2 separate regions of the Mus musculus genome follow, and region 1 is linked to region 2. A link is a contact called in public HiChIP or PLAC-seq data. All regions are on one chromosome and are shown on one strand. The core of a region is the stretch at or near the end of the contact, and the rest is flanking DNA. Distances in the headings are between cores, read along the strand shown. Region 1 has its middle 53 kb from the start of Gm40925. Region 2 has its middle 5.2 kb from the start of Gm5082.

Region 1 (3,185 bases), core at 233-2,732, 86 kb after region 2:
GCACAAAGAAACAGCAAACATAAAGGAAAATGAATGAATGAATTGATTAGTGAATTGTGAATGTGAGTTTGTGTACACTGTCTGAGTTTCCGCTGGTGTGAACTGCCCTTTGCATCTTTCTCCCATTTCTGGTGTTTGTAAAACTAAGACGTGAAGTTGTTGACGCATTCTGTGTTGATAATCTTTTCACTGTTGGGGGAATGTCTACTAGCCTATCACTGCTTTGTGAGTCCAGGTACAGATCTGCCATCATCGCCTAATATGGCGTTATTTTATACTGCCAACGGTAGCATAATTAAGATAGTAACACTGTGCAGACTTTGGGGTTTTATGTATTCTAAGTCCTTTATTTCTCATAATATTTCTCTACTAATCCAGTGTTCATCAAATCCCCATTTTGTAGATGAGAAAGCAGAGGTGTACAACACTTAAAGAAATGGGTCAAGATTATTCAGGGGAGAGTAAGAGCAAGCTCTCAGCCTAATCTTATTCCAGAAGACTCAAGCTTATGACTACACAGTCTCACACAACTTCATTTTAGTATTATATAAATCAAACTTCAATTTTAACAAACTTCATTAGGGCTTACACAAAAGTACACAGTACTGAGTTTTATACCTAAAAGCTATGGTACATGCCACTTTGGTCATTGATATTATGTTCCAATGGTAGATTCTGTAAGACTCGTTTATTAAAAATAAAAATAAATAAAATAATCCCCAAACAAACAGAAAACCAACAGTCTCTGCTCTCAAGAAGCTTACAATGAAGGAATTAAGACTCACACTTCTATATGATACTGTGATGACCGGCATAATAGGATCCAATCAAGGATTCTGGCAAAGTCCACGGCATGGCTCCCTGACAGACAACACTATGGGAAGATACAGACAGCCATTTCAAGGCAAGCACAGGAACCTTGAGTCAGCAAAAATGGCCCAGTCTCATCCTGCGTCAACCATGCTCCTCCTACATATTATTTGGATCTTTCATCTTCCTGCTGAAAATTTGGGCCCCTGGTTTACCCTTGGAATACTTTTAGTTTGCATTCTAACCTGACTGTTCTTGATGTTCATTATTAAATGAGGTAGGGTGGAGATGGGGTAACTGTTAGTTCTTTTCTGTCTTTGTTAATTTCTTCCCCCAGTAAAAGCTTGCACAACTTTCTTCAAGAAACAAAGCCTTAAGATTTTTGTTTGCGTCGAAAATGCCAAGTGGTTGCACAAACTGCTGTCACCTTAGTGTTTTTCTCTTAAAAGTTCAAAGCTGTCATGGGCCTAGAGTAGGTAATGCTGGTCGCTAAATGAAAATTCTCATGTGCTTCAGAGAGAATAGACTAGGAGTGCAGGTCTTGCTTTCAGTGGTTGTGGTACAAAGAGGCGCATCCAAGAGATAAGCCCGGTGATCTCACATTGGGCAAGCGCAGTCTTATCTGGATTTTTCCCATGATGTCATCCGTGCTGGTTATTTTTAAGCACATGGACGAAAGCATTTACTTCTTGGCTGCTAGCGTTCTGTCTCACCTCAGTTGCTATTTTAGCAATTGTCCTATATATGGACAGCGCTGTGATCTCATGGGTGCTGGAAGGGAAGAGAAGAGAGGCCAGAGGCCTGCCTGCCTGATGACATGGGATGGGGACAGAGACTACCAGCAAGGTACCTGCAGAAAGGGACAGAAGCAAACTCAGTGAAAACATTGCCCTGTGCTGGGTTTTTGAGCAACTGGCTGTGAAAACGCAGAACTCCACAGCATTCTCACCAACTAGCTTATTTTTCTGCATGTTGCTTTTAGGTAATTTCTGAAAGATCACCTACCCCAACAAGGCCACACCCACTCCAACAAGGTCACACCCACTCCAAGAAGGCAACACCCACTCCAAGAAGGCAACACCCACTCCAAGAAGGCAACACCCGCTCCGACAAGGCCAGTTAATATTGCGACTCCCTATGAGCCTACGGGGGGGTCATTTTCATTCAAACTACTACAATATCTATAAAGTTTTATTGGAGAACTTCATACTCAGTTGGAATGTTTGGTCTATGTGATTTCATGACACCATAAAGGTTGACTGAGCAGATGAAGAGATGGGACACTGCGCCTTATGCTTATATGGTATTGCTAAACATGCTGCAGATTATCAGGATACATGTGTGATCTCTCAACAGTGTTTTGAGTGTCATACCTATCACTACACTATAAAGATTTTTTTTTATTGATAACACAGTCAGGTCATGATCAGAAACATGAGAAAAGTGAAATTTGTGTGTATGCCTTTAAGGCATGACAAAGGATGTGTGAGAAACTTGGAACTCCAGGTGTATGACCTGGTCACATCTTCAGGTCATTAGACCAGTTTGGTTCTTAGCAATTTTCTATTCTAAACTTCTAGTTTGGGGTGGGGTGGGGTGGTAGATCAGCAGGCTTCAGTGTGTTCTACTCATCTGTAGCTGAACCTAAGAAGACTCAAGGGACTTTTATTCTGGAAATTAACCACTACATTTTATTTATTACATTATATATATATACACACACATATGTGTGTGTGTGTGTGTGTGTGTGTATGTATGTATAATGTTCTTATCAAATGAAAGGACACTGTAGCTTCCAAGCAAGCAAGCAAACAAGCAAGAAGATTCATATACTTCATATACTGATGGTGAATTAATTAAGTCATACTTGATCGTAGCAGCTACGGAAATGTGTCCTGATAAATAACCATAAGATTGTTAGCATTTTAGCAGGAACAGTTGTTTTTAAGAATTTAGAGCACAGCAAAAATCAATAATCAATTTCAAAACAAGGCAAGTGATTTTGAGTGGGTTTTTTTGTTGTTGTTTGTTTGTTTATTTTTTGGCTCTGGATGAGTTGAAAAATGTTTATGATACTGTTCAATTGTTTATTCAGGGAGTCAACTTTAGACTAGTTTGAAATGACTAAAGATACAGTCTCTGAACAGTGTGGTTCCGTATGGAACCATTGCAGGTCAGTATATGTTCAAAGAAGGGAAGGAACCACTAATTCAATATAATTTGAAGTAGAATCTGCTATGGTGTGTTGCAGCTGAGCATAGGTAAAATCTACATGGAGGGGAAAAACCTCAGACAAATCTACAACACATGTAAAAACATACAACTTTTACAGTTTGTTTATTGCATTATCCTTCAGTAGGTACCCTGCAGAAAAT
Region 2 (3,232 bases), core at 666-3,165:
GAGAGTGATGGGAAGGCATCAGTCATCGGCCTTGATACACACATAACATGGCAATATGGAACCTGGGAGTCAATATGTAGTCAGAGTTCTTAAAAGATTGCTGAGGGAGATGCCAGGCTAACCATCCTCTTGAGGAGGGAGCAGAGAGCCACTCCCTATGAATGTCACTGGGACAAAAAGTAGCCTAACTGCATGTTAAGGATGCAGACAATTTTCACATGTACTGGTGTTTATCTAATTCTTACTAAACTGAAGTCTACTTTCCTTTTCTTTTGGAACAGAAGACGTTCTCATTCTGCCATAAGAATAACTTTCCAGCCGGGCGTGGTGGCGCACGCCTTTAATCCCAGCACTCGGGAGGCAGAGGCAGGCGGATTTCTGAGTTCAAGGCCAGCCTGGTCTACAAAGTGAGTTTCAAGACAGCCAGGGCTATACAGAGAAACCCTGTCTCGAAACCCCCCTCCCCCCAAAAAAAAGAATACCTTTCCACAGAGACTGTGAACCCAATCCAACCAAACAAGAACTCGAGACGGAAGGTACATCTTGCACAAATGCACACAAAGTTTATTACTTTGTATCATCTTTCTTGGGCTCAGAGTAATATTTTGAAATGTTTTTGAAACGGGTAAGTATCCTTAAATATTTTATATCCGCTGAGCATTGTGAGAAGACCCTAAATTTCAGACAAGATCAGAGACAAAGAAAACCCAGAAAAAAAGACACTTGAGTCCTCTTCCAAGCCACCTAGTGGAGGACAAGTCCTGCTCAGGCAGGAGAGACCAGCTCAGACTCACTGTCACTGAATGGGCACGCACGCCTAAGTTAGGGATGAACAAGGTCTGTGTTTTTAGGAACAATGAAGGAAATCAAACCCCATGGTGGATCTCTCAGACGGAAGTTGGATCTACCTCCAGAAACACTTGAGAAACATCTCTACCTCTTAGGACTGTCTACGTGCACTGAAGTTTTCGTTATTTTTTTGTTACCAGAGCCAGTCTTGGGCTCATAGTCCTGAGGAGAATTTATAGAAGGGAATTGGGTTGGCTGGTTTAGTTGCCAGGCCATATTTTGCCACTAGATGGCAGAGTTGTTCCACCTTTTTCTACTTGGGCATCCAGATTAATTTAGTTTGTCCTTTTGGGCTTATTCCCTTAAGACACGGCTAATTTTTTGTTTAACACATACGTAAGTAAATTAAACGTGAGAAAAAGCATGGTTTCTGCATGCCATTGTTGGTCAATTTTTACTTCTTAAGAATGTTTAAGATACACTGTTGAGGGTTGTTTCCAAATAGAAAATTTCACATTAGTTGTAATAATGTGATTTTTTTTTAAACTATGTCACTAGCCTGGCCTTGATTTATGTATTTTTTAATTCAAATACTTATTGCCTAGTGATACTTTATCAAATTGAGTATAGTACGTAGCAAGTGTCAGTTACATAGTGTCTAGGGGACGAAGCCTACTACAAATATTCCACAACCTTAAGGCACTATGACCGTTGCCTATCAGGTCCTGGTCTGCCACCCATTGCTTTAACATGGCCATGATCAGTTTCTGTGACTCTGTTTAAACACCAGTAAACCCAGAATAATTTCTATATTCAACCTATAATTCTGCTTCCTCTGTCATCCATTTATCTGTCTTCAGGACAGACAGACAGACAGTAATTCTAGGGAGTGGTAATGAACAAAGCAAGAACCAGATTCAGTGTTGGGGAGTAGGTACAGTGCATGTTGAGAAATTTCTTTCAAACTTAAACTGTCCCCTTGACCAGGGTGCTACTCTGGCGACAGAGCCCGCTGGGGGATTTTTTTTCTTTCTTTTTTTAGAAACAGTTATGGAGAGGAGCCTTACAAAGCAGAATGGATGAACTTGCTCAGCCAGCAAATTCCTTGCATTCCCTAGACCAAATATGTCCATGCTGAGGAAGCCACAGCAGTGACTTTAGTGAGGTCCTCTGAAGGACAGGCATGACGCGCCTGTCAGCTGTGCCACCAGGTCACCAGCCACCTCAGATCCTGTTGCTGTTGGCTTTGTGTATTGTTGTACAGAAATAACTATAGCTCGGACCCCCGAAGGGCAGGTGCTTTTATGTCCATAGCTTTTTTGACTTGAAAAGCACACAGCACATTACCCAGTGTGCTCTGACCTCTGTAGGGACTGTGCAGACAAACACGGAAGGCGCTTCCAGCTGTGGTCAGGACACCTTGAGAAGAGGACCTGAGAGTTTTCATAAGCCTGCTCTTCCTTCCTTGTCCCTTTATGTTGGGACTAGTGCCATTGGGTGATTCCAAACAGCGATACAAGAAGGTAGCAGGGCACCCTACAGAAATGGGTGGGATTTGTCCCTAAGGAGAGACCTGGTCATCTTTCTGGACTGACCTCTGTGTACATGAGACTCCATTTTAAACCTAATGTCTTGTCTACTTCCCCAAAGTAAATGAACTCTCCTTCTCTTCTCAGAGGTTGAGCTGCCGTGGTTTGTGTCACACCATCTGAACAGGTGCATTCTCTTACATCCCTGGACTGGGACTGAGCTGTCACTGTGAACTCAACGCTAACCTAAGCTTCAGCCGTAACCCTCACTGTACCCTCAACACCAGTACTATGTTTGAAACGTTAGTGTCTACGATTCTCAGTTCAAACATGTGTAATTTGAGCTACTTGGGTTTTCAAGGTCAATGAGAAGGCAAGAGAAATTCAAATTTAAATCATAACCTCTCTCTCCCCCACCCCACCCCCGTGGTGTGTGTGTGTGTGTGTGTGTTTGTTCTCATGTGTGCCTAGAGAAATATAAAAGCTGCTATTATTGGCAGAGCAGTAATTCTGCTGTTTCCCAACCTTCAATGTCAAACCTCTCCAACGTGCTTCATTTTATCTTCCCAGTCTGATATGACTCGGGAAGCATTATTGTTGTTTATTTAGGGAATTTGTTGGTCCTGTTTGGGTTGCAACCCAGGGTTTTGTGCACACCAGGAAAGCATTCTTCCATGGGGATAGACCCCAATGTGTGTTTTGTTCCTGCTTTTCTGTCCAGAATACATTTACTCGTTAAACAAAGGTCTTTCATGGAACTTGGGCAGCTGGTTAAACAAAGTCTGTTCTGAGGGCCACCCTACAGTGACTACAGCAGCCCTTGTCTGGACTCTGGTAAGCCTCGGGGGCCAGTGGGTTCTTTGGGCATGGATTATTTCCTGGACAGCCTGAGTCCAGCTCTTCTACATGTTAAG

Evidence for each region. HiChIP or PLAC-seq counts read pairs in DNA pulled down with a chosen protein or histone mark.
Region 1: a contact with region 2 is called in an H3K27ac HiChIP or PLAC-seq map of heart atrium, with 6 read pairs. The contact joins two enhancer-like sites. A contact is called at or near these places in 1 of 15 datasets of contacts at CTCF or cohesin (CD8 T cells), 7 of 484 Hi-C or Micro-C datasets (the C2C12 cell line, Th2 cells, cardiomyocytes and 4 more) and 5 of 115 datasets of contacts at active chromatin or transcription factors (cardiomyocytes, differentiating embryonic stem cells, embryonic stem cells and 2 more).

The regions. Positions count from the first base shown.
Region 1 is chr13:41,728,364-41,731,548 of GRCm38.p6, forward strand. No RefSeq gene overlaps it. Among named protein-coding and RNA genes, the nearest start is that of Gm40925, 53 kb to the left of the region's middle. Within about 2 kb of position 1,483, at least 5 of the 459 cell types and tissues checked have an H3K27ac peak or open chromatin away from gene starts, as enhancers often do. A contact at or near this core is called in heart atrium, where this site is marked.
Region 2 is chr13:41,642,001-41,645,232 of GRCm38.p6, forward strand. No RefSeq gene overlaps it. Among named protein-coding and RNA genes, the nearest start is that of Gm5082, 5.2 kb to the right of the region's middle. RefSeq lists an enhancer at 1,212-2,683. Within about 2 kb of position 1,916, at least 64 of the 459 cell types and tissues checked have an H3K27ac peak or open chromatin away from gene starts, as enhancers often do. A contact at or near this core is called in heart atrium, where this site is marked.